Regions from separate parts of the Mus musculus genome. Here regions 1, 2, 4, 5, 6 and 7 are each linked to region 3. The links are chromatin contacts, called in public HiChIP or PLAC-seq and promoter capture Hi-C maps. All regions are on one chromosome and are shown on one strand. Each heading gives the region's core, a stretch centred on a gene start, on an enhancer-like site or on the middle of the called end of the contact. The rest is flanking DNA. Distances are from core to core; before and after follow the strand shown. Region 1 holds the start of Erbb3 (erb-b2 receptor tyrosine kinase 3). Region 2 holds the start of Rab5b (RAB5B, member RAS oncogene family). Region 3 holds the start of Mars1 (methionine-tRNA synthetase 1). Region 4 holds the start of Dnajc14 (DnaJ heat shock protein family (Hsp40) member C14). Region 5 holds the start of Sarnp (SAP domain containing ribonucleoprotein). Region 6 holds the start of Esyt1 (extended synaptotagmin-like protein 1). Region 7 holds the start of Pa2g4 (proliferation-associated 2G4).

The links. Promoter capture Hi-C pulls out the DNA fragments that hold promoters and counts their contacts. HiChIP or PLAC-seq counts read pairs in DNA pulled down with a chosen protein or histone mark. Capture Hi-C pulls out chosen DNA fragments and counts their contacts.
Region 1: a promoter capture Hi-C map of embryonic stem cells shows a contact between it and region 3, with 2.0 times the contacts expected there. The contact joins the promoter of Erbb3 here to the promoter of Mars1 in region 3. A contact is called at or near these places in 5 of 39 promoter capture datasets (cranial neural crest, embryonic stem cells, liver and 1 more) and 1 of 9 other capture datasets (liver).
Region 2: a contact with region 3 is called in a FOXA1 HiChIP or PLAC-seq map of pancreatic cancer cells. The contact joins the promoter of Rab5b here to the promoter of Mars1 in region 3. A contact is called at or near these places in 5 of 39 promoter capture datasets (the C10 cell line, embryonic stem cells, liver and 2 more), 2 of 115 datasets of contacts at active chromatin or transcription factors (large pre-B cells and pancreatic cancer cells) and 1 of 9 other capture datasets (liver).
Region 4: a contact with region 3 is called in a promoter capture Hi-C map of liver, with 3 times the contacts expected there. The contact joins the promoter of Dnajc14 here to the promoter of Mars1 in region 3. A contact is called at or near these places in 1 of 39 promoter capture datasets (pre-B cells), 1 of 484 Hi-C or Micro-C datasets (B cells) and 2 of 9 other capture datasets (adipose tissue and liver).
Region 5: a contact with region 3 is called in a promoter capture Hi-C map of erythroid cells, with 6 times the contacts expected there. The contact joins the promoter of Sarnp here to the promoter of Mars1 in region 3. A contact is called at or near these places in 5 of 39 promoter capture datasets (erythroid cells, liver, neutrophils and 1 more) and 2 of 9 other capture datasets (adipose tissue and liver).
Region 6: a promoter capture Hi-C map of liver shows a contact between it and region 3, with 3 times the contacts expected there. The contact joins the promoter of Esyt1 here to the promoter of Mars1 in region 3. A contact is called at or near these places in 5 of 39 promoter capture datasets (cranial neural crest, hippocampal neurons, liver and 1 more), 1 of 484 Hi-C or Micro-C datasets (B cells), 5 of 115 datasets of contacts at active chromatin or transcription factors (astrocytes, embryonic stem cells, fetal liver and 2 more) and 3 of 9 other capture datasets (adipose tissue, liver and macrophages).
Region 7: an H3K27ac HiChIP or PLAC-seq map of embryonic stem cells shows a contact between it and region 3, with 6 times the contacts expected there. The contact joins the promoter of Pa2g4 here to the promoter of Mars1 in region 3. A contact is called at or near these places in 6 of 39 promoter capture datasets (embryonic stem cells, fetal liver, hippocampal neurons and 3 more), 3 of 484 Hi-C or Micro-C datasets (B cells, rod photoreceptor and uterus), 3 of 115 datasets of contacts at active chromatin or transcription factors (embryonic stem cells and pancreatic cancer cells) and 5 of 9 other capture datasets (adipose tissue, embryonic stem cells, liver and 2 more).

The regions. Positions count from the first base shown.
Region 1 is chr10:128,588,126-128,591,154 of GRCm38.p6, reverse strand. Erbb3 (erb-b2 receptor tyrosine kinase 3) reads left to right here and starts at 1,520. Exons shown (of 28, transcript NM_010153.2): 1 at 1,520-1,735. The coding sequence starts at 1,654.
Region 2 is chr10:128,694,756-128,697,590 of GRCm38.p6, reverse strand. Rab5b (RAB5B, member RAS oncogene family) reads left to right here and starts at 1,323. Exons shown (of 6, transcript NM_177411.4): 1 at 1,323-1,405. It also overlaps a transcript of Pmel not described here.
Region 3 is chr10:127,310,356-127,313,341 of GRCm38.p6, reverse strand. Mars1 (methionine-tRNA synthetase 1) reads left to right here and starts at 1,556. Exons shown (of 21, transcript NM_001003913.2): 1 at 1,556-1,821; 2 at 2,808-2,898. The coding sequence starts at 1,713. It also overlaps the pseudogene Gm6283.
Region 4 is chr10:128,804,136-128,806,882 of GRCm38.p6, reverse strand. Dnajc14 (DnaJ heat shock protein family (Hsp40) member C14) reads right to left here and starts at 1,329. Exons shown (of 7, transcript NM_001359825.1): 1 at 1,200-1,329; 2 at 1-715. The coding sequence starts at 672. It overlaps Tmem198b (transmembrane protein 198b), which reads left to right and starts at 2,436. Exons shown (of 5, transcript NM_178066.3): 1 at 2,436-2,650.
Region 5 is chr10:128,820,492-128,823,354 of GRCm38.p6, reverse strand. It overlaps Sarnp (SAP domain containing ribonucleoprotein), which reads right to left and starts at 1,591. Exons shown (of 11, transcript NM_025364.3): 1 at 1,384-1,591. The coding sequence starts at 1,419. Ormdl2 (ORM1-like 2 (S. cerevisiae)) reads left to right here and starts at 1,726. Exons shown (of 4, transcript NM_024180.6): 1 at 1,726-1,813; 2 at 2,841-2,863.
Region 6 is chr10:128,524,346-128,527,235 of GRCm38.p6, reverse strand. It overlaps Esyt1 (extended synaptotagmin-like protein 1), which reads left to right and starts at 1,377. Exons shown (of 31, transcript NM_011843.2): 1 at 1,377-1,772. The coding sequence starts at 1,413.
Region 7 is chr10:128,564,561-128,567,640 of GRCm38.p6, reverse strand. It overlaps Pa2g4 (proliferation-associated 2G4), which reads left to right and starts at 1,707. Exons shown (of 12, transcript NM_011119.3): 1 at 1,707-1,901. The coding sequence starts at 1,814. It overlaps Erbb3 (erb-b2 receptor tyrosine kinase 3), which reads left to right. Exons shown (of 28, transcript NM_010153.2): 28 at 1-118.

The DNA of each region.
Region 1 (3,029 bases), core at 271-2,770, 1.3 Mb before region 3:
AGGGTGAGGTATGGGGGAACCTGAAAAGATGACTCAGTGTTTAAGAGCACTTGTTCTTCCAAAGAACCAGGGTTAGACCCACATGGCAGCCCACAATAATTTGTAACTCCAGTTACGAGGAATTCAACGACTTCTTCTGGCCTCTACAGATACCTAAATGGGTTTGCAGAGAAAGCCTGTTGACTTGAGTTCCATCTCACAACCCCGGTAAAAGTGGAAAGCGATAATCGACTCCCCCAAAGTTGTCTTCCAGCTTCCATACGCATATCATAGCGCGAACGATCATACACACAGGAATGATAACAAATTTTTTTAAAAATTGTAGCAGGAGAGCCGGATATGGTGGCGCACATCTGTACTTGGGAGGTGGAAGCCAACAGTCTCAGCCATATAATATATTCGAGGCCAGCCTGAGCTATATGAACTATATGAGACCTTGTCTCAAAACCAAAAAATAAACAAAAGAGAAGAAAGGAGTGTAGCTGATAGCCTTAGCCTAGGGGGAGGGGACCATAAATTCTCAGGGCAAAATCTTGGAATGCCAATGTAAGGGATGCGAAATGTAAGGAGTTGGGCACCAGGGGGCGCCAGTCGGACCCGTCCGGGACGAAGCAACCCAGGGTCCCGGGGGTCATGTGCGGTGACTTCCCCGCGCCCCTCTTCGCTGTCGCCTCCGGGGTGAGCGTTGCTGTGCCCTTTGGGGTCCGCGGAGGAGAGGCGGGAACCGCGGCCGTCCGGACGGCGCGGTCGGTCCCTCAGAGACAGCTGTTCTCTCGGGAGGCCGTGGGGGGCAGCAGAGGGGACGGCGACAGGTGCGGGAGCCCCTCCCCGGGCAGAAGTGGGAAGGCGGACTCCGGGGTCTGTTCCCAGGCTGGAAACCGCCCCCGCCCCCCAGGCAAATCCCCCCGAGAGGCCGAGCCGGCGCCGGGTCTGCAGGAGGAAGCGGCCGGAGACAGTGCGATTTCACGCAGCCTCCGGGGCTCGGGTTCCCGAGCTGGGTACATGAGTTACGGGGCTTTGCGTCCCGGGGAAACTGAGGTGGCATGAACGCTAGGCTGAAAAACAACCTCCCACTCGAAAAAATAGAAATACTCACACTCCGAAAGAAAAAAAAAATCCCTCAAGTGATCCAACCGGCTAGGGGAGTTGAGTGATTTGGTTAATGGGCGAGGCCAGCTTTCTGGGGGCTGGGCTTCGGAGCGCTCTCCCTACGCGCATTCACTACCTTTCCCCCGCCTGGGGACGTTTGGAATCTTGATCTCCTCTTAACCATCTCCGGGGGAAATTGCTGGAGTGAGACCCCTCCTTGACCCTCTTGGCCAAGCTGTGGGCTGGCGGGGCACGCTTGGGCGGGTGTCTCGGGCTACAACCATCAGGACTCCAGCCTCGCACGGGAGGGGGCGCGGCCGTGACTCACCCCTTTCCCCCTTCACTCCCTCCCTCCCTCCCTTCCTCCCTCCCTCCCAGACAGACACCCTCCCCTGCCGTCCCGCTCCGGACTCCGACTACGGCTCCGGTTGCAGTTTGCAACCTCCGCTGCCGCCGCGGCCACCTAATCGCTGGCTGTTCAGGTGGCTGTCGCCTGGATGTCCTCCTAATCTTGGGGGCCCCGGGCCAGACTCGGCTGGGCTCCCTTCACCCTCCACTGTAATCATGAGTGCGATTGGGACTCTGCAGGTGCTGGGTTTCCTTCTCAGCCTGGCCCGGGGTTCCGAGATGGGCAACTCTCAGGCAGGTAAGCCGCGCGGGAGCCCCAGCAGGCTGGAAGCTGGGGGCGCAATCTGAGCGCTCGCAGACCCTGGGCAAGGAGTTTGGGTTCTGACGCTTTGAACTGGGGGGTGCGGTACAGGGTCTGCTCGGACCACCAAGGAGGGGACCGTGTGCCTCAGTTCTTGGAGTGGGCTGGTCAGGGACTGCATTCCTGTATGCCTACCCTTATTCCCAGGGCGTCGCCGACCCTCTAATTGGTTTTATTCTGATCTGGTTGGTGCCGAACAGTAGTTCACACTTGAGAGTCTTGGGAGGAGGGTGGGCAGGGACCCTTCTGTAAACGTAAGGAGCCTTGGCTTGAAAGGGTCTCCGTTTGCTCTCAGGTTCCCTGGCCCCCACCCCATTCCAGGTTTCAACAACCCCCAGTTTCGTTGTTTTGCCGACAGGGCGGGGCTATGCAAGGGTTTGAAGTTGTTGTTTTCTAATGTTGGAAAAACAAGAATGGCACCTCCTCTTCCGTGAGTGGGGCTGTCCTGAGAAGGCTGAGATTAACCTGAGGGCCAAGTCCAGGTGACATCAGTGAGAGGTCTCACAGAGGCTGACTGCCTGCTTTCCCATAAGATAAACCGGTCCCCAACTTAACCAACTTCTCTTTATCAAGACCCAGGTTAATTCAGTGAACATGTTGGGCATCTATTACATACTATACTATTTCCAGGTTATATACCCTAAGCTGGAGCTCTGGAAGAAAGGACAATCAGACCTCTTTCTCTCTCCAATCTAAGGCCACCTCTCCCACCTTCTGAACATTCTACTCTGTGAACTGGCTCCTAGACCCAACTTCTGCCCTTCCCCCATTCAATGCCATCTGAGCCTGTTCCGTGTCTCTGGGACTATGGACACTTGAAGAGCACTAGAATTGGTATCATTAGAGTCCTGTTGATCTTTCCCCTTTCCCAGATCCCCAGATCTCAGTTTGGGGTTGGCACATTCATTGCCCCTTCCCCAGAGTGGGAGTGGGAGAAACCACCTGTGCTTCCCCCACAGTTGCTGGGCCTAAATTTAGCCCCTGGGATCTTGAGATGTGAACACTCCCAGCTGGTGGAGGGGGTGGTCTGGAGACTGAAGTGGGAGGGGCCAGGGGAGTGACTGGATCACTGTCCCATCTGACTGTGCCCCCACCAACCAGGAACCCAAGAGTCCAAGATTCCCACCACCCTCCTCAAGAGGCAGGGAGCAGGCATGTTTAGTTCTCTATCCTTTATCTCCATCCTGAGCCTCTGGGCATCCGGCCCTGTCTCAAGCCTTGTATAGCCCCT
Region 2 (2,835 bases), core at 74-2,573, 1.4 Mb before region 3:
GTGTGCATGTGAGCCACAAGTGCCCGCAGAGGCCAGAAGAGGGCATATCATCTCTCCTAGAGTTACAGGCAGCTGTGAGCAGTGGTACTGGGAACAGGCCTTGGGTCTTCTACCGGAAGTGTATGCTTCTCTAGCTTGCCTCTAGGCCCTAGGTTCAATCCTCAGTACCGAAAAAAAAAAAAAATCCTCAGCAAAGTTGTCTAAATGTTTTTTCACATTTACAAACAATTCAGAAAATATCAATGTGAAAATATTTAGGAGGCTAAAGTGTCTTCAGACTACCACTTTCTGTTGTCATGGCAATTCACCCCAAAACTACTGTTCTCTAGTGCGCCACTAAAAAGAATTTACAAGATAAAAGTTGTTTAATTTCCTGGTTTTGGGTCTTTACTTTTTTTTTTTTTTTTTTTTTTTTTTTTTTTTTTTGGTTTTTCGAGACAGGGTTTCTCTGTGTAGCCCTGGCTGTCTTGGAACTCACTTTGTAGACCAGACTGGCCAGACTCAGAAATCCGCCTTGCCTCTGCCTTCCCAGTGCTGGGATTAAAGGCGTGCACCACCATGCCCAGCAGGGTCTTTACTTTCTTAATTTGACACAGAAAGCAGGGCACGGGGAGAAGAGAAGGTTAATGCTGGTATCATTGTTTTTTGTTTTTGTTTTTTTGGGGGGGGGACATCGTTGTGTAGCTTGGAACTCATGGAGATCCTCCCGATTGCTAGGATTAAACATGTGGGCCACCAAGCCCAGTTTACTCCCCTCCCCATCCCCCTTATACTGAGGTCTTGTTAAACTGAGTATCCCGGGTTAGCCTCAAACTCAGAACTGCCTCCACCCCAATCCACTGTGCTGAGATTGGGAGTGCCACACCACACCCGACCAAAAGCCTTCTTCACTTCTTCACTAGCCTTGCCTGCCTGTCAAATTCGGAAATTTCCCAATACTGGTTAAAATTTCCTTTTGACCCGCCTTCTTCACTCACCTGATTAGATGTTTACGAGTCGAGAGGCGGGGGAGGGGTGTCACGGGTGTTGAGGTTCTATTGGCTGACGCACATGCCTGTCAGTGATGCACTGCCCCCTTTCCCAGGAGCTCTCTCTTTAATGGCTACTTATCCCGTCAATCTTCAAGGCTTCTCGTGTAGGTATTGGCTTGCGGCCTCGCCAATCCAGTCTCTCACTTGTGCTAGTTGGTGATAGTCCCTCAGAGCCCGCCTTTCTCCAGAAGATTGGCGGGCGGACGCTCACATAGCCCACCCACCACGGTAGGCGGGTGATCTTGCGATTGGCTGGAGCCGCCCCGGCGAGGAGGAGGAGGAGGAGGAGGCGAAGGGGGTAGGAGTTTGGTTGAGCTGCAGCTGTTTGTCTGTTCCACACAGGCTTGGGCCCGACGGGGGATACGGAGCCCCAGGTACCGAGCTGATGGAGCCCACAAGGGCAGAGGCGGAGGTCCCGAGAGGAGCGCCGCCTGGCCTGTGGCAGAGGCGGGGCGGGCCGACGTCAGGGCTCCAGAACCTCCTGGAGAGGGCCGAAGGGGCTGTCCCACAGGCCTAGTGGGCGCTGAGGAGGTGATCGGCAGGGCTGGGAGCCGAGCCTCTAGTTGGGAGGCGGCTGGGTTCTGGCTGTGGTGGCCGCTCGGGGGCCGGGCGCGGGGACCCGGAGCCGGTGAGGACCAGGGCCGGCCTCGGGACTCTGAGCACCGCGGTGAGGAGGGAGGAGCTGGGGTCGGAGACCAGGCAGTGAGGGAGGGGAAGCCAGCCCATTTGGCTGGAGGTGTGGAGGGGACAGTGCTACGCCCAGCCCCGAGGGTAGCCGAGGCTGGGTCTCCCGAGACATCCACTGTTGGGGCTCTTAGCCGAGAGAGGCATTCTTTTCAGGGAAAGTGACTGTTGAAAGGGGAACTAGGGGTACTGGTGTTGCCGAGAGGGATTTGGTCTCACTGAAGTCAATGAAGAATGTAGAAGACCAAAGTGGAAGGAAGTAGAAACGGTTTGCTATTAGTAATGGGAACTTCTGGAATGATGGTGAGGGGAGGCTCAGTATCTTGGAAGTTCCTTACTCTTCTGTTCCTTTAGTGCTTGGGTGTGGTGATTTGAAGTTTTGGGGTACTTCAGGAATAGGGAATGAAGACAAAGGTAAAATTATGTATTATTCCATGGCGCCTGGCAGCTCTACGTCCAGCCCCCCCCCCCCACACACACACACCACTTTAGTTTACCCTGACCTCATAGCTAGTCATGACTGCACTCCTGTTTCCTTTAGGTTTGCTATTGTATTCGTTGTTTTTCCTATTTCATCTACTGTGAGAGAACTAAGAAAATTTGGGAGTGCTTTGCTCAGTCTTTCCCACTTCATAATGTGATCTGTGGTGACTACGCTTATTTAACCTAGATTTGAGGAACTCTGTCATTTGCATGGAAAGGGGCAAAGCAATCCCCAGCCATTAAAAAAAAAAAAAAAAAAAAAAAAGGACCATGTTTATTGAAACTTCTGTGAGACTTGCACTTGAGCATTTCCTAGATAGTTAATGGGACAGACTATTCACGCCAGGAACTGTGAGGTGATATCCCTGAAGGGATTTGGGGAAGAATTGAGAGGTTAGCTACCAGAAGGTTGGCACCATCCTTTCTTCTTTGCCCACTTATTCAGGAACGTGTGTGTGTGTGTGTGTGTGTGTGAGATTAGTTATTTAGGTCAAACCTTGAGGTATTTAGAAAGATGGATTATAGAGAATGAAGAAGTCTTTAAATTATATTATATGTAATAACCTGCATACATATGTGAGCCACAATGTCAGAGGATAACTTGTGGCTGTTTGGTATTCAAACATGGCATGTGTGT
Region 3 (2,986 bases), core at 307-2,806:
TCCCTTTCTCAGCCTTGACCATGCCATTGAACTTGCTATGAGTAGAGTCATACTGGAATATGTAGACCATGTAGTTGAGGTCCATAAATGGGTTGTTGATGGCAATCTCCACTTTGCCAACTGCAGAGCAGAAGGCAGCCCTGGTAACCAGGCACCCATTACGGCCAAATCCATTCACACCGACCTTCACCATCCTGTCTACAGGACGAGGCTGGCACTGTATGAGAAGAGCCTCATACTTTTTTTTTTTAAAGATAAGATATCCCTTTGCATGTGTTTATTTGGCTTTGTTGCGAAATCTCTCACTTCCCCCTCAATTTGACCTTTTGTAGCATAACTCTCATCTCCCTTTGCTGTGATTGTCTAGCTATATGTAAATGGAAGACTAGTGCATTTTCACTTTTATGTCAGGGCTTGCTTGGTTTATTTTTGTTTTTTTTTAATGTGTATCAAGGTCTTGCCTGCAAGTTGAGTGTACTATTTTTGGGCAGGTCTATGGAGGCCAGAAGAGGCACTAGTGTTACAGAAGGTTGTGATCTGCCTGTCATGTGTGTGCTTGGATGAGCATCAAGTGCTCCCGAACCAGAGTTATCTCTAAACCCCTTATTTTTAATTAAGAACAAAATAAAACAAAACAAAAACCACACACTTTTTTTTTTTGAGACTAGGTTTATAAAGACCAGGATAGCTTTGAACTCAAAGAGATCCAACTGCCTTCGCCTTCTGAGTCCTGGAATTAAGGGAGTGTCCCACCACACCCAACTCCTTTTTCTTTTATTTGTAAGGGGTTTCGAGTGCAGGGAGGTCTCTGCACCACATGCATGCAGTAATCATGAAGACCAGAAGAGGGCGCATGATTCCCCTAGGACTCAAGTTACAGACAACTGTCAACCATGCAAATGGGTCAAAGGAGAGTCCAGGAAAAGGACAGCCTGGCCTGTGTTCTCCGCTGAGCCATCTTTCCAGGCTTCCTCACTGATTTACTGACAGATCCCTAGTAGCTTAGGCTGGCTTGCAATAGAGGATAACGTCGAATTTATGATAATTTTATCACCACCTCTTCAACGCTGGGATTACAGGAGTGGACACACCACCACACAGTGTTGTGTACCGGGGGTGAACCCAGCGGTTTGCACATGCTAAGCAAACGCTTACTAACTAAACTACATTCCCAATTCCTAAGTAATAAAGGTTCGCGAGCCACATCCTTTGTGGCTGATGGACAGCCACATTAATTTCCACGTTGACACTAAAGTTTGCTCACAGTTCCCCAACTGATTTTTAATCTTGTAGCTAAATGCATCGCCACGCTCTCGGACTACCCGCACACAAACCAATTAAAAACTCCGATCCTTAACAACTTGAATCGGCGCGTGCGATACCACTTCAACGACCAGTAAGGAATCAGAAAATGCCACCCATCGCGTCGTCTCCATCGGATCGCTTTACAGCGGCCGACTTCAACAGTTCAAAGGACCCTCTCGGAGCCGGCCGACCCAGAGTGCCACGCTAGCCCGCACCGTCAACTTCCGGGTCTCGTTGGTAACCATTTCCTGTTTCGTAATGGTGCGTGATGGGATGAGTAGTCGGCTTTCCTGGAGCCTACCGCGAGCGTCCGGCCGACACAGAACTCCATTTCCCGACGTGCCTTGCAGCTTAACCCAGGAGCGGGAGGCCGGTTCCGATTGCATCAGCGTGGGCTCCGAGGCACGATGAGACTGTTCGTGAGCGAGGGTTCCCCGGGGAGCCTGCCCGTGCTGGCTGCGGCCGCGAGGGCCCGGGGTCGGGCGGAGCTGCTCATCAGCACCGTAGGCCCCGAAGGTACTGGAGTGGCTGCCGGTGGGCGGCGGGTGAGGGGTGTTCATCTCACAGTTGTTTGCCAGGCTCCAGTGCCCGTTCCCCAATCGACTCAACGTTAACTTTAGTCACGCCAACCTTTGTTTCCGTAACCCTTCTGAAGTTAGTTCCCTTAGTTACCCTCACTGTACTCTTCAAACCTCGTTTTAAGTCTCCCCTCTGGTTAGTTTTCCAGGACCCACCTATCATGGCAACTCCCTCTCAGCCCGGTCACTCTCGCGATCACCTCCAACCTCCCGTGTCGTTTTGGGGAAGCCCCTTTCTCCTTCCAGGACCTCAGTACAGACATGTGCACACTCAGTCCTTGAAGTTTATTGCGTATTCCCAGACAACTTTTTTGGGTGACTTTCTAAGAGTTGTCTGGTCAGATCCTCCCTGACAGCTTGACTGCAGCACTATTCTATACCTCTCTGTAGACTCTACCTCTTGTTTGCAGTTGGCAGTCTCAACTGAACACTAGCTGGCCCCTCTAGCATATTCCACCACCACCCCTCCCCGGTTAGTGTTCTTACCTTCGAAACTGTAGATTGAAAACCCAGGCCTCCAGCACACAATGTGACGTCAAATCATTTCTTTTAAGATTTACTTATTTATTTAATGTATATATGAGTACACCGTAGCTGTACTGATGGTTGTGAGCCATCATGTGGTTGCTGGGAATTTGAATTCAGGACTTCTGCTGGCTCCTGTCAACCCCGCTTGCTCTGGTCAACCCCGCTTGCTCAGGCTGCGCCCCGCCTTATATCTAAGTACACTGCAGCTATCTTCAGATTTACTGGAGGAGGGTGTCAGATCTCATTACGGGTGGTTGTGAGCCACCATGTGGTTGCTGGAAATTGAACTCAGGACCTTCGGAAGGGCAGTCAGTGCTCTTTAACAGCCGAGCCATCTCTCCAGCCTCCTCATTTATTTTCTTACCCCTGATTTTCACCCATTTTCCTCTGTCTCAGAGTGTGTGGTACCATTCCTTACCCGGCCTAAGGTCCCTGTCTTGCAGCTGGATAGTGGCAACTACCTCTTCTCTGCTAGTGCAATCTGCCGGTCAGTATTGGTTCTTGGTGTGGGGAGGTGCCCAAATCAGGGTGAATCACTAATCTTTCTGTGACCTTATTTGCAAATACTGTTCTAC
Region 4 (2,747 bases), core at 80-2,579, 1.5 Mb before region 3:
CAGCCGATGACGACCTGGGGCCTTGGGTTCTCTGCGTCCACTATCCCGAACATCCTCCTTGATCAGAAAACGGTGCTTCTGCCTCCGGGACAAGGGTTTCTTTCCACTGGACACACGTGAAAAATCACTGGGAAATTTAAGAGGTTCCTCATCATCATATTCTTCTTCCAACTCTTCATCTTCCCCCAAGGCTGGAGAGGTGCAATGGTGGCAAAGGCTGCTAGAAGAGCCATCTCCTTCCTCGGAGTAAGTTCCTTCGGGGACTCCAGGGCTTCCCTGGCAGTTACAAGCAGATGGAATGGAAAGAAAAGAAGGACTCCCATCCTCCTGGTACCCAGTCTCATTCTCTCTTGAGAGTTCCTGGTCCACTCCTGACTCTTCTGAACCTGTCTCGCTCTCATCAGGGTAGCCTCCTCCTCTAGGTGGTCCTGGACCCCTTGGAGGACCATGGCTTGGATCTGACCAGTGGGCTGGATTTGGAGGCTGTGTGTACTTAGGGCCGGAGTGCTCTTTGAGGCATCGTGTACCATTAGGAGCAGTCTCTGCTGAGTCCCTGAGTCCTGAGAATGAAAGTATTTCGGGGTCCACAGAGGATCCTGATGTACTGAGGGAGGTACCACCACTGCGGTGGGCTCCACACAACCTTCTTTCTCCCGGGTGCTTCTGGGCCATGACCCCGGGCTTCCTGAGGATTTTAGGTCACTGCCATCATTGCCTGTAACAAAGATATCAAGTTGGGAATGGTCAAGGATAGAACCAAGAGTTAAACAATCTCAAAATGACATATTCAATGTACCCACTCCCCAGGCAGTGTTAGCTCAAATTCGCTATCCCTAACAATAAACGTGAGTTAGGCAGACCACAAACCTGCTTGCACCAACCCGGACCTCAGAAACCCCCTTACTCCCGAAATCTTAATTTTTTTTTCTTCTTCCTCCAAGAAGCTAACAATCTTCAATCTGAGAAATGGGGGGGAGGGGGGGTGCCGCAAAGGGTGTGGTCGGGGCGGCGGGGGGGTGGGGGGGTAACTCTTAGGAAAAAAAAAAAAGACTGCCTGAAAGAGGGAGGCCGCAATCTGTCAGAAAAGGGTGGGGACCGTGCAGGGCTAGAGGAAAAGCTGAGGGCGGAGCTTCGAGGTGCCCCTGCAAAAGATTACCCGAGAACCCACCGACGGGGTACCAGGGGCGAAGGCGACGTACCGAGCAGCAGCGGTAACTCCTCCCTCCTCAAGCAGCTGCGCCTGAGGCCAGGGGGAGCTGCCAGGGGGAGCTACAGGAGCAGCTCCCCCGGCTCCGCCTCCCGCTCACGCTCCGCTTCCGCCTTCCGTCCCCGCCACGGCCGCTTACTTCCACTTCCGGGGTCACCGGGGGGGGGGAAAAGGTCGCGAAGGGAAGAGAAAAGCGCTTAGCCGAGGCTCTCACTTGCGCGGCGGGCGCGGAGTCAATCGAGGAGGCGGTGCTAGAGCATCCGGCCCCACCCCTTAAAGGGCCCTCCGCCTCCACGCAGGTCCCGCCGTAAGCGAGCTGAAGCCTGCGAACTGTACTCCTCGTCGTCGCTGCTGAAACGGAGATGAAGGGCGGCTGCCGAAGCACACACCGTCTTTGGCGTGCAGACAGACACCCAGGGCACGCAGAGGAGCCAGCGACCCTGCTCGCCCAGACCCTTCCCTGTCGGCTGTCCAGCCAAGAGGTTGCGGAGAAGTGTGTGTCCCGGACTAGCTAGCCCCCTAAAGAGACGCGACACTTCTCCTGGACCCAACTGGCGAGCTTCCACGCCGCCGATCCGCCCCCTGTGAACGCGGCGTAAGGGCCGGGCCAGGGAATGCGGCTAGGGGTACCTGGTTCCACGGAGCTCAGAACCTAGTCCAGCGTAACAGAACCCCGCACTCATCTGCGTGCTGCTTTGCATCTCATTTACATAGTAAGCTTTGGGTCGAAGCCAGCACGCTCCCCAACCCCTACGCAGACCCTGATGGAACCTCTCGTCTGCACTCCTTTAAAGCCTTACAGTTCTGCCAGTGTCCCTGCCAGGCCCGTCTTGCTCCACAAGTTTTTTTTTCCACCCATGAACACCCCCACCCAGCACTAGTTAAAAACCCTTCTCCGGCTCCCGACCACCCGGTTCCCCAGAAGACAATACTCCAATTCTCTGGGAAGTGGAAGAAACCAAGTTGGACCAGCGGGTGCTTTGGGACCCTATTTGGGCTTTGAAAACGTTAAGTTGGTAATTAATCTCCTTAGCATTCAGAGACCTTCCGTCTTAGTCTTGATGGGCGTCACAAAACTCTTCATTGCTATGGTTAGGGGGCGTCCCTCCTCCTAGATTAGAGAAGTGGGTAGCCTGGGTTCCCCCACAGACAGAGGTAAAGATTGAGGGGGCCCGCCCCGTGATGTCATCCTCCCCCCCCCCCACCCCATACACACTCCCTGTCTCCTTCCCCCACACACACCCCCGCCCCCAAGCTAATTGCATTTAGCTCCCTGGGTTTGGGCTCCGACTTGCCTGAGTTTAGGGAGCAACAGAGCACAGTAGCCCAAGGGGGTGCCTGCGGCCAACAGCCACCCGTGTGCCTAGGACCTCTGGGCTGGAATGAAGCTGGAGGTCTAGGAAAGCAATTCCACCCCTTTGCTCTCCTCAGCCCTGCAGGGTGGTGAGTAGTTAACACCCTTCCTGGTCTCTCCTTGTTTTGCGTCCCAAACTCTTAAGCGATTGAGAAGAGCCCCGGGAGGTCTCCAGTCCTTCAGCCT
Region 5 (2,863 bases), core at 342-2,841, 1.5 Mb before region 3:
TTTTATGTATATGAGTACACTGTATTTATCTTCAGACACACCAGAAGAGGGCACCAAATCCCATTACAGATGGTTGTGAGCCACCACGTGGTTGCTGGGAATTGAACTCAGGACATCTGGAAGAGCAGTCAGGGCTCTCAACCGCTGAGCCATCTCTCCAGCCTCAACACAGTTTCTTAATTCTTCATAAAAGGAATTACTGTCCTTACAGAATAATAATTGAAGGGCAAGTCTACATACAAGAAAAGAACCTCGGGTTACCAAAATGTACAACTCAATAGATCCTGTGGTTCAAGAATGTTATCAAGAAGTGACACCAAGGCATCCTGAAAAGATGTCTCAGTTGTGAAGAGCATTTACTGCTCTTCAGGACCCAAATTATTCTACTCTCAGCACCCACATCAGGCTGCTCAAAACTGCCTGTAACTCCAGCTCCAGGGGATCCAACACCCTCTTCTAACCTCCAAGAGCATGCATCCATCATATACTCACACAGACACACGGAAATAACAAAAATAGACCCAAAAAGGGAGTTGGGGGTGACATCAAGAGAGCTGGGATCCTTCCCAAAGGTTAAAAGGACAAACAAAATCCTAAGGTTTTCAAACATACTTCATACACCTCTCATATTACAGCTATCTACCCTACACGTTCTCTCTCTAGAGGTAGGATAGTCAGGGGAGGGAGGGCAGGTCATTGAGAACCTCCTGAGAAAACTCGAAAAACTTTTAGGATTGATGTGTTTGCCATCTTACAACCTTTTGGAGAAGCCTCTACCCCAGGTTTCCACCGAGAAACCTATCTTAAGGCCTCTCCTCTCCTTGATTTTAAAAATTCGAGTGCGGGGTCTTAACCCCACCTTGTTAAAAGAGAACGGAAGCACTTTCTGGGTTATGTTTGGGACATATTCAGCAAAACATGCAAAAATGCCACTATATGTTAACTGAGGAATTCCAGCTTTGGGACAAGAGGAGTGACTACATCAATCCGTTGGGGGGCGGGGGGGACGGACAAACAAACCATAACTTTGGGTCAGCATGGGACACGGGGGAAGGACCACTGACGTAATGAAGATTAAATGAGAAAGGGGTATAAAAGATAGAAGGCGCTTCACAGCCGAGCAGGGAAGGGTGGCAGGTAATAAAAACAATGAGAAGAACAGGTAACAGCAGGTAAACACCAGGTAACGATAGCGATAAATTACTGAGGAGAAACGAAGTTCAAGGTAGGCCTAAGAAAGGAGGCACAAAACAACAACGGGAGCCAGGAAAGAAGTGTAAGCGGGCGCCTGACAGGAAAACACGTGGAATAAGGCCGCGCAGGGCCCCGCGTAGAATTTAGGCTCCAGGAAACCCCACCTCAGCCTTCCCCGCGTAACGGTACCTTCAGCTTGTGGAGCTCCACCGTCTCGGCCGCCATCTTGATGCGCCTCAGTCCACCGGACCCCCACCGCTGGCCCCCACCTCAGGCGCTTAGGCTCATCCAACCAATCGCTGTTTCTCTTGCTCCCACCTCACACCAACGGCTCTTCCCATTAGTCAGCGGCGGCGGCGCTCTCACGCCTCTTGGCCACTTTCCACGGCTCTCTAAAAAGGTGGATCCAGGGGAGGGCGGGGTTTGCATGGCCTAACGAGAGAAAAGGCGACCAATTGTACGTCTCCATTGCGTAACCAACCAATGATTGGGGACAGCGCGGATTCTGTTCCGCCAATAGGGAGAGCGCAGACAGGGCGAAAGTCGGCCACTTCCTGGAGACCACAGGTGTAAGAGCCAGCGCTGTGCCCCAAGCCGGACGGGCTCCTGAAGCTGGCAGGTATGGGCCCCGTGAAACTTTAAAAAGTTACAGAGAGAAATCGGTGGGAGTATTGGGAAGGGCGGCGAAACGACAACCTTAGATTCGAGAGATCCCGTGAAGAAAGTGACATGCGAAACTGGGACTCTGGGAGGAGCATGGGCGGACTCTGTAATTGATTTGGGGAATTGTGGGACAGGCAAGAGCGGGTTAAAACAAACAAAACAAAAAACAAAAGTAGGCATTAGAGCTTGCAGAAGTTTAAAAACTAAAACCGCTCCTAGAAGGGAAGGACTCCCATTTCTTGAGGGACTGAGCTCAGACCCCTTCCTAGACTAATTTAAAAATTGGGTAAGTTTTTGCAGCGCCCCACGTTCAGTGAAGGGATGAAATTGCTTGGCTGCTGACAATGCCAAGCGGGTGAGAGACAGGATGGACAAGCCCCAGGAAAAAAGGATGGGAACTAGAGGTAGCTTTACTCTCAGTGCCTTCTTTATTGGTCCCTTGATTAACTGAATAGCTTTCTTGTGGAACTCTGGGTATGTGTGACCTCTTTATAATTCACTAACTTCCTCAAGAAAGTAAATTAAAATACTCCCGATTCCTCCGATCCTTCAAATAGGTCTCACAGTCTAAACTTACTGCTTTATATTTAGTTGAAATGTAAAGATCTGAGTAAAAACCCCACTTGTGTGAGTATACACACTAACAACTGAAGGTACGGAAGTCAAAAGACAGCTTTCCGGAGTTGGTTATCACCTTCCACTGCATGGGTCCTGGGGATCCAACTCAGGTCTTTAGGCATGGTGACAAATACCTTTTCCACCTTAGTCATTTCGAAGACCCTCTTGCCTTTTTGTTTGTTTTGGAGAAAGGTCAAACAGTTCTCATGCCTCAACCTCCTAAATTCAGGGATTACAAGCATGAGCCACCACACCCAGCTGCTTCACCTCTTCTCAAGTTTTAACAAAGTGTTCAGTTTTTCCTTTTTTTGCATGGTAGGGAAATTCTTTCATTCCCAAGACTTCAGGGGATTTTGGCTTTTCAGGAGACAGCTGGGGAACAAGCTCA
Region 6 (2,890 bases), core at 128-2,627, 1.2 Mb before region 3:
GATTGAGACGAAGCCTCCATAAGATCTGTAGGCAAACCTCTATGTAGAACATTTCCTTAATTGATAGGGAAGGGCCCAGCCCATGGTTGGCGGGGGCCATCCCTGGGCTGCTGGTCCTAGGTTCTATAAGAAAGCCGGGGGCTGGTGAGATGGCTCAGTGGGTAAGAGCACCCGACTGCTCTTCCGAAGGTCCGGAGTTCAAATCCCAGCAACCACATGGTGGCTCACAACCATCCGTAACAAGATCTGACTCCCTCTTCTGGGGTGTCTGAAGACAGCTACAGTGTACTTACATATAATAAATAAATCTTAAAGAAAGAAAGAAAGAAAGAAAGAAAGAAAGAAAGCCGGTTTAGCAAGCCAGTGAGCAGCACCCCGTCCCCCGCCCCCCATGGCCTCTGCATCAGCTCTTGCCTCCAGGTTCCAGCCCGGTTTCAGTTCCTGCCTGGACTCCCTTCAATGATGGACTATGATATGGAAGTGTAAGTCAAACAGACCTTTTCCTCCCCGACCTGATTTTGGTCAGCATCAGGAAACTATTGCAAAATGTAATAATTACTGCTGCCGTTGAACACCGCCCCTCCCTGACTATAATCTTAATCGGCCCTCTATGATAGAGATGACTAACTCTGGATTCTAAAAAGAAACAAAATCTCACTTATCTACCGATCTCCTCCCCTCACCCCACTTCTTCAAGACTGGAGTATTAGAACTCTAATGTTCATCACGCCCCAGCTGTCGCTGACTTGTTCCTTTTCACGGACAAGATAGGGGGACTGAGGACAGCACAGACAGGGCCGCTAGACAGGGTCGGTCATCCTAGACTTTCGTTCTAAATCGGTCTAATTTCCCTAACGTTTCGCAAGGGCAGCCAGTAAAAACTCAAAGAATATTCTTAGAGGCAAAAACGAACGTTCTCTGAGTATCAAACGCTGGGAAAGTTGACAAAGAATATTTAAGATTCAGACCAAACCCTGCCAAACCATTTGAACGTGTGGAGAGATACACCCTCAACTCTAGCTCACTCTGAACTCAGTAATTAGAGTAGCGGCTCTGCATGACGTAACTCCACAGGCGCTCCAATCCCACGTGGGAGGAGCAGCTGCTCCCGCCTCTTAAGTGGGACGCTACGCCCCGTTCTCTCCGTGACCAGTCAAATACTGTCTTTTGGTTTCTTTCCCCCCCTTTTCCCGCCATCCAACCCTCCCATCTTGACCCTCTGGTCCAATCACGGAGGCCCTGCCATCCCAAGTCCTCTCTAGCTTCCCAAGTCTACGCGGCGCTGCCCCAACAGGCAGGGGCGGGGCGGGGCTTGAGGTCCCGGGGGGAGCACCATATATTACTGGGGGGGAGCTGGACCAGACACTGAGCTGCCTGCAGCTGCTCGGGCGGGCACTCCCAGAAGCTGCCCCATGGAGCACTCCCCTGAAGAGGGCGCCAGCCCCGAGCCGTCAGGGCAGCCCCCTGCCACGGACTCCACGCGGGACGGGGGCTCCGGGGTCCCACCTGCCGGCCCAGGTGCGGCGAGCGAGGCCCTGGCGGTGCTGACTTCCTTCGGGCGCCGCTTGTTGGTGCTGGTGCCGGTGTACCTGGCAGGGGCAGCGGGTCTTAGCGTAGGTTTCGTGCTTTTCGGCCTCGCCCTGTACTTGGGCTGGCGCCGGGTCCGCGATGGGAAAGAACGGAGCCTGAGGGCAGCGAGGCAGCTGCTGGATGACGAGGAGCGGATCACCGCAGAGACGCTTTATATGAGCCACCGGGAACTACCTGCCTGGGTGAGTTACCACTTCAGCCCTTGGTGCAGTATAGCTCTTCCTAGCCCCTCAACTTGGGGCTCTCCCACCCTACAAAGTCAGCTCCCCCACCTAGGACAGCGGGCCCCCAGACTTTGCATCGTCCCGTTAGCGCTTGTGTGCTGGGACGCACCACTCCTGGACGCGGCCACCCACTCTCCCCGCCCACCCTTGCCGCAGAGCGGATCCTTCCACGGAATCGGGACTTCTTCCTCCGTCTCCTCGGACTACAGCAGTACATCTGAGCTGCCGCTCCCAGCCAAGCGTGTAGAATGCTCGCTCCTCCTGACTTCTGGTGCCACTCGCGCCTTTGCCGCGCTGCCTCTGGGGATCCCTCCACCCCCCACCCCGCGATGGCTCAGAGGTTCCCCCGCCTTTGCTAGCGCTTTCAAGGCTTTTTATCTACTTCAGGGCATTAGGGTTTTCCGTTTCCTGCCTTGTCTCTAGGTACCCGCTGAGACCCAGCCCTGCAAGCATTGTTCCGCTGAGTCCCAGCACCTGGAAATGACCTATCGCGGTCGCCTTCCAGCCTCAAGCCAGCCGGGCTGCTGGGCTAAGGGAGGAGGAGGTTCTGGGAAGAGGGTAGTGCGGCAGCTGTAGTTCCCGCTGCTCCTTTTTACTCGTACCCAGGGCGGCCCCACCCTTTTCCGGACTGTGAGCAGCCTTCGCTCGCTCGTTTGCTCAGCCGACCCAGGCCCTCATTACTATACCCTGTCTCCTGGGCTGAAAAGATGCCTCCCTCTGACCTTGCTAAGCTGAGCGGGTTACCAACCCCTTTGGGGTACCCTCCCTACTCTTCTCACTTAGAGGTGACAGGTAGAGAGAGGCAGACACCAGTCACACTTGCCATTCCCTGGAGAGAAAAGAAGAAGAAACGGTTTCATGTGCCCTAAGTAGCAACTGTTATTGCTACTCTTTATCCTTGGAATTAACCCAACACCTCCCTACCTCCGTGTACAGCACAGGTGTCCTTTCCCACTCAGGAAGAAAGAGAAAGGAGCTAGGGAGGAAAGGAATGAGGGAGAGAGTGCGGAGGCTTGCGCAGGCACTAGCGCACCAGCGCACCAGGCCTAAGACTTCCTGCCAGTCTCTAGGTTATC
Region 7 (3,080 bases), core at 458-2,957, 1.3 Mb before region 3:
ATCTTCAAACCTCAAGTCTTCCTGGATGGGAACTGGGGGGAATGTCTTCTTGTACCATTAAAGTTTTTTTGTTTTGTTTTTATACGTGTCTAAATAAAAATGTCAGAGTTTTTTTGTTTGTTTTTGTGGATTCCTGTCAAGTGGAAAGTACACATGACCATCCCTTTTCTTTGCTTCTTAACAATGGGTGGCTTTCTCTGCTTCTGACATTCTGTCACAAGTAATGTAACCAATCTTGATTTGTTCTAAGATTTTAATTATGGGTATGTGAGAGAGTGGGAGTTTGGGAATGGTGTTATGTGCACGTGAGTGCAATGCCCACAGAGGCCAACTACACAGTGCTAAGAGTTACAGGTGACTGTAATGTTCTGGGAACTCCCTTCCCTCTGCAAGGATACCAGGTTATACCAACCAGGTTATTTCTCCAGACCCTGTTTGCATTCTAGTCTTTTTCTTTTGTTTGTTTTTTCGAGACAGGGTTTCTCTGTGTAGCCCTGGCTGTCCTGGAACTCACTCTGTAGACCGGGCTGGCCTCGAACTCAGAAATCCGACTACTTCTGCCTCTCAAATGCTGGGATTAAAGGCGTGCACCACCAGTGCCCGGCTTTGCATTTCTAGTCCTTTCTACTAAAGGGTTTTTTACTGGGGATCCCTACAAAGGAACAAAAGTGTAAACAATTAGGAACAAAACCCTAACCCCCTGATTGTTGGGAGAAAATGAAAAAGCTCAAGCAAGCCTTGGGTTGTTTTTATTTTTTCCTACACAGGTTGGGTACTGAAAACTTGAAATGATGCAGAACTTTTTTTTTTTTGTTCGAGACAGGGTTTCTCCATATAGCCCTGGCTGTCCTGGAACTCACTCTGTAGACCAGGCTGGCCTCCAACTCAGAAATCTGCCTGCCTTTGCGTGCGCCACCTCATCCCGGCGATTCAGAACTCTTAAGAGTGACCAAATCCCTCATAAACGTTTCCCTTAGATGGCCCCCATCAAAAACCACGGCTGGAACAATAGTGCTATTTTATTCTAGTCTAGTAGGAAGTCTGGCCTTTTTCTATTAGCAGGCCATGGTACATGTATAATCACCCAGACTGTCCAGTTAGTGCTCGCTTCCAGCACCCTAGGACTTCCACCTCCGCTCAGCCCCTCCCAGAGGTTATCCCAGCACTGGAGGATTTGACCAGCCAGGCCGGTCGCGCCGGCCGACAGGGGAATCCAAGGCTACGCGCACGGGACAACCGCCCAAAACGTACACACACACCCACTGACCCTAGTCCTATGGCTCCAGGCTCCACCCTGTTCCACCCTGCCCAGCGGCCTCTCAACCCTTTTCTCCCTGTAGCTCCACCCCTCCCCGCTTGGCCCGCCCCTCGCTGTTACGAGCTCAGGGTCGGCGTGAATGAGAGGTTTTTCCCGGAGAGACCACGCTTTCCCTCAAGCTCCCCAACGGCTCCGCCTTCCCGCCGGGGCCAGACTCTTCCCAGCGTGCCCGGCGATTCCGGCGTGCGCAGACTTGGGAAGGCAAGTCCTCCCAGGGCCTGGCGGACGGGCGCGAGGAGCAGGCTGGGAATTGTAGTTCTAGAGCCCGCGAGGGCGGCTGGGAACTGGCCGACAGCAGGACTCATTGTCCCAGTGTGCCCTGCGCCTCAGCCCGCGCGCTCGCAGCTTCTCGCTCTCTCTGCCCGCCCTCCCGCTCCCTTGCTTGCTCGCGCTTTCCTCGCGGATCGAAGAGACTCTAGCTACAGCCTGTGGCTGGGAAGGGAGACGGAGGCCGCAGCTCAGGGAAAGTGAAGCTGCAGTAGTAGCAGTAGGAAGATGTCGGGCGAAGACGAGCAGCAGGAGCAAACTATCGCCGAGGACCTGGTCGTGACCAAGTATAAGATGGGGGGCGACATCGCCAACCGTGAGTGCGGCCTCGGGGGTCTTGGAGTCGAGGCTGAGAGGGAGAGGTTTGGGGCTCTCTCCGGAGGGCTGTGGCGTCTGGGTCTTGCCGAGTGAGCCACCGAGGGGCGCGTGCCGACTGCCGGGGGCGACGTGGTGGGGAGATCTGGTGTCGCCCTGGGGACTGAGCAGCCATGCCTGGGCTGGAGAGTGGAGGTGCGGGCCGGCGACCGCGAGGAGTACAGAGAGGGGCCCAGGCATGCTCCGACCCTGGGCGGTTGGTAAGGAGGCAAGGCGCGTCGTCTTCTGCCCATACCCTTCGGTCTGTCCGGATCTATGCTCCCGACTGGCAGCAGTGAGGCCACCTCGAAAAGGAAGCGGCCAGCTGTTGGCGACGGAAGCGCCCCTCTGCCAGTCGCGGCTCTTGACCCGCGGGAGCTGAGCCGGCACGTGTTGCCAGGTCCCTGTGTGCGGATCGATGGCTCCCCACTTCCTCTCCTACCGTGCTTCCCCACCACGTGCTTTGCTAAAGTCTTTACTTCAGGTCTTCTTAGTGGGGACCCCCTTCGCCCCTTGACCTAGCTCGAGGGGCCGTTGGAAGACACTTCTGGAGCTTCTAAAACAACCTGGCTTTCCTGTATGACCACTGCTCCGGTTTTTGAAGGCGGCCTTTAATATTTGTTCCTAGAGCCTCTACAGTGTTTTGAGGTTCTGCTTAGACAGCTGGGCAAGCCTGTCTATAATACTGAAAAGAAGTGGAGAGAGACACGGATTTTAGGATTATAAGCATTTCTTAAATGATCTTTACTCTCCTAACAGTTGTCTGCCACTTGGACAGATAACTTTACTGTTTTCTCTTTCCAGTTCTTTCCCTCCCTTACCCCCTTATTTTTGGGGCTTTCTGTGTAGCTTTGGCTGTCCTGGTACTCCCTTAGACCAGGCTGGCCTGAGAGATCCGCCCACCTCAGCGTTCCAGAGTGCTGGGATTAAAGGTGTGTGTAACCATGCCCGGCTCTTTAACATTTTAAAAATTAAAATTCACTTGATAAAAACTGTCTTAGACTTGGCAGTGGTGGCTCACGCCTTTAATCCCAGCACTTGGGGAGCAGAGGCAGGCGGATTTCTGAGTTTCAGAGAAACCCTGTCTTGAGGAAAAAAAAAAAACTGCCTTAGGCCTTTAGAATGGACTTGACAAAATACT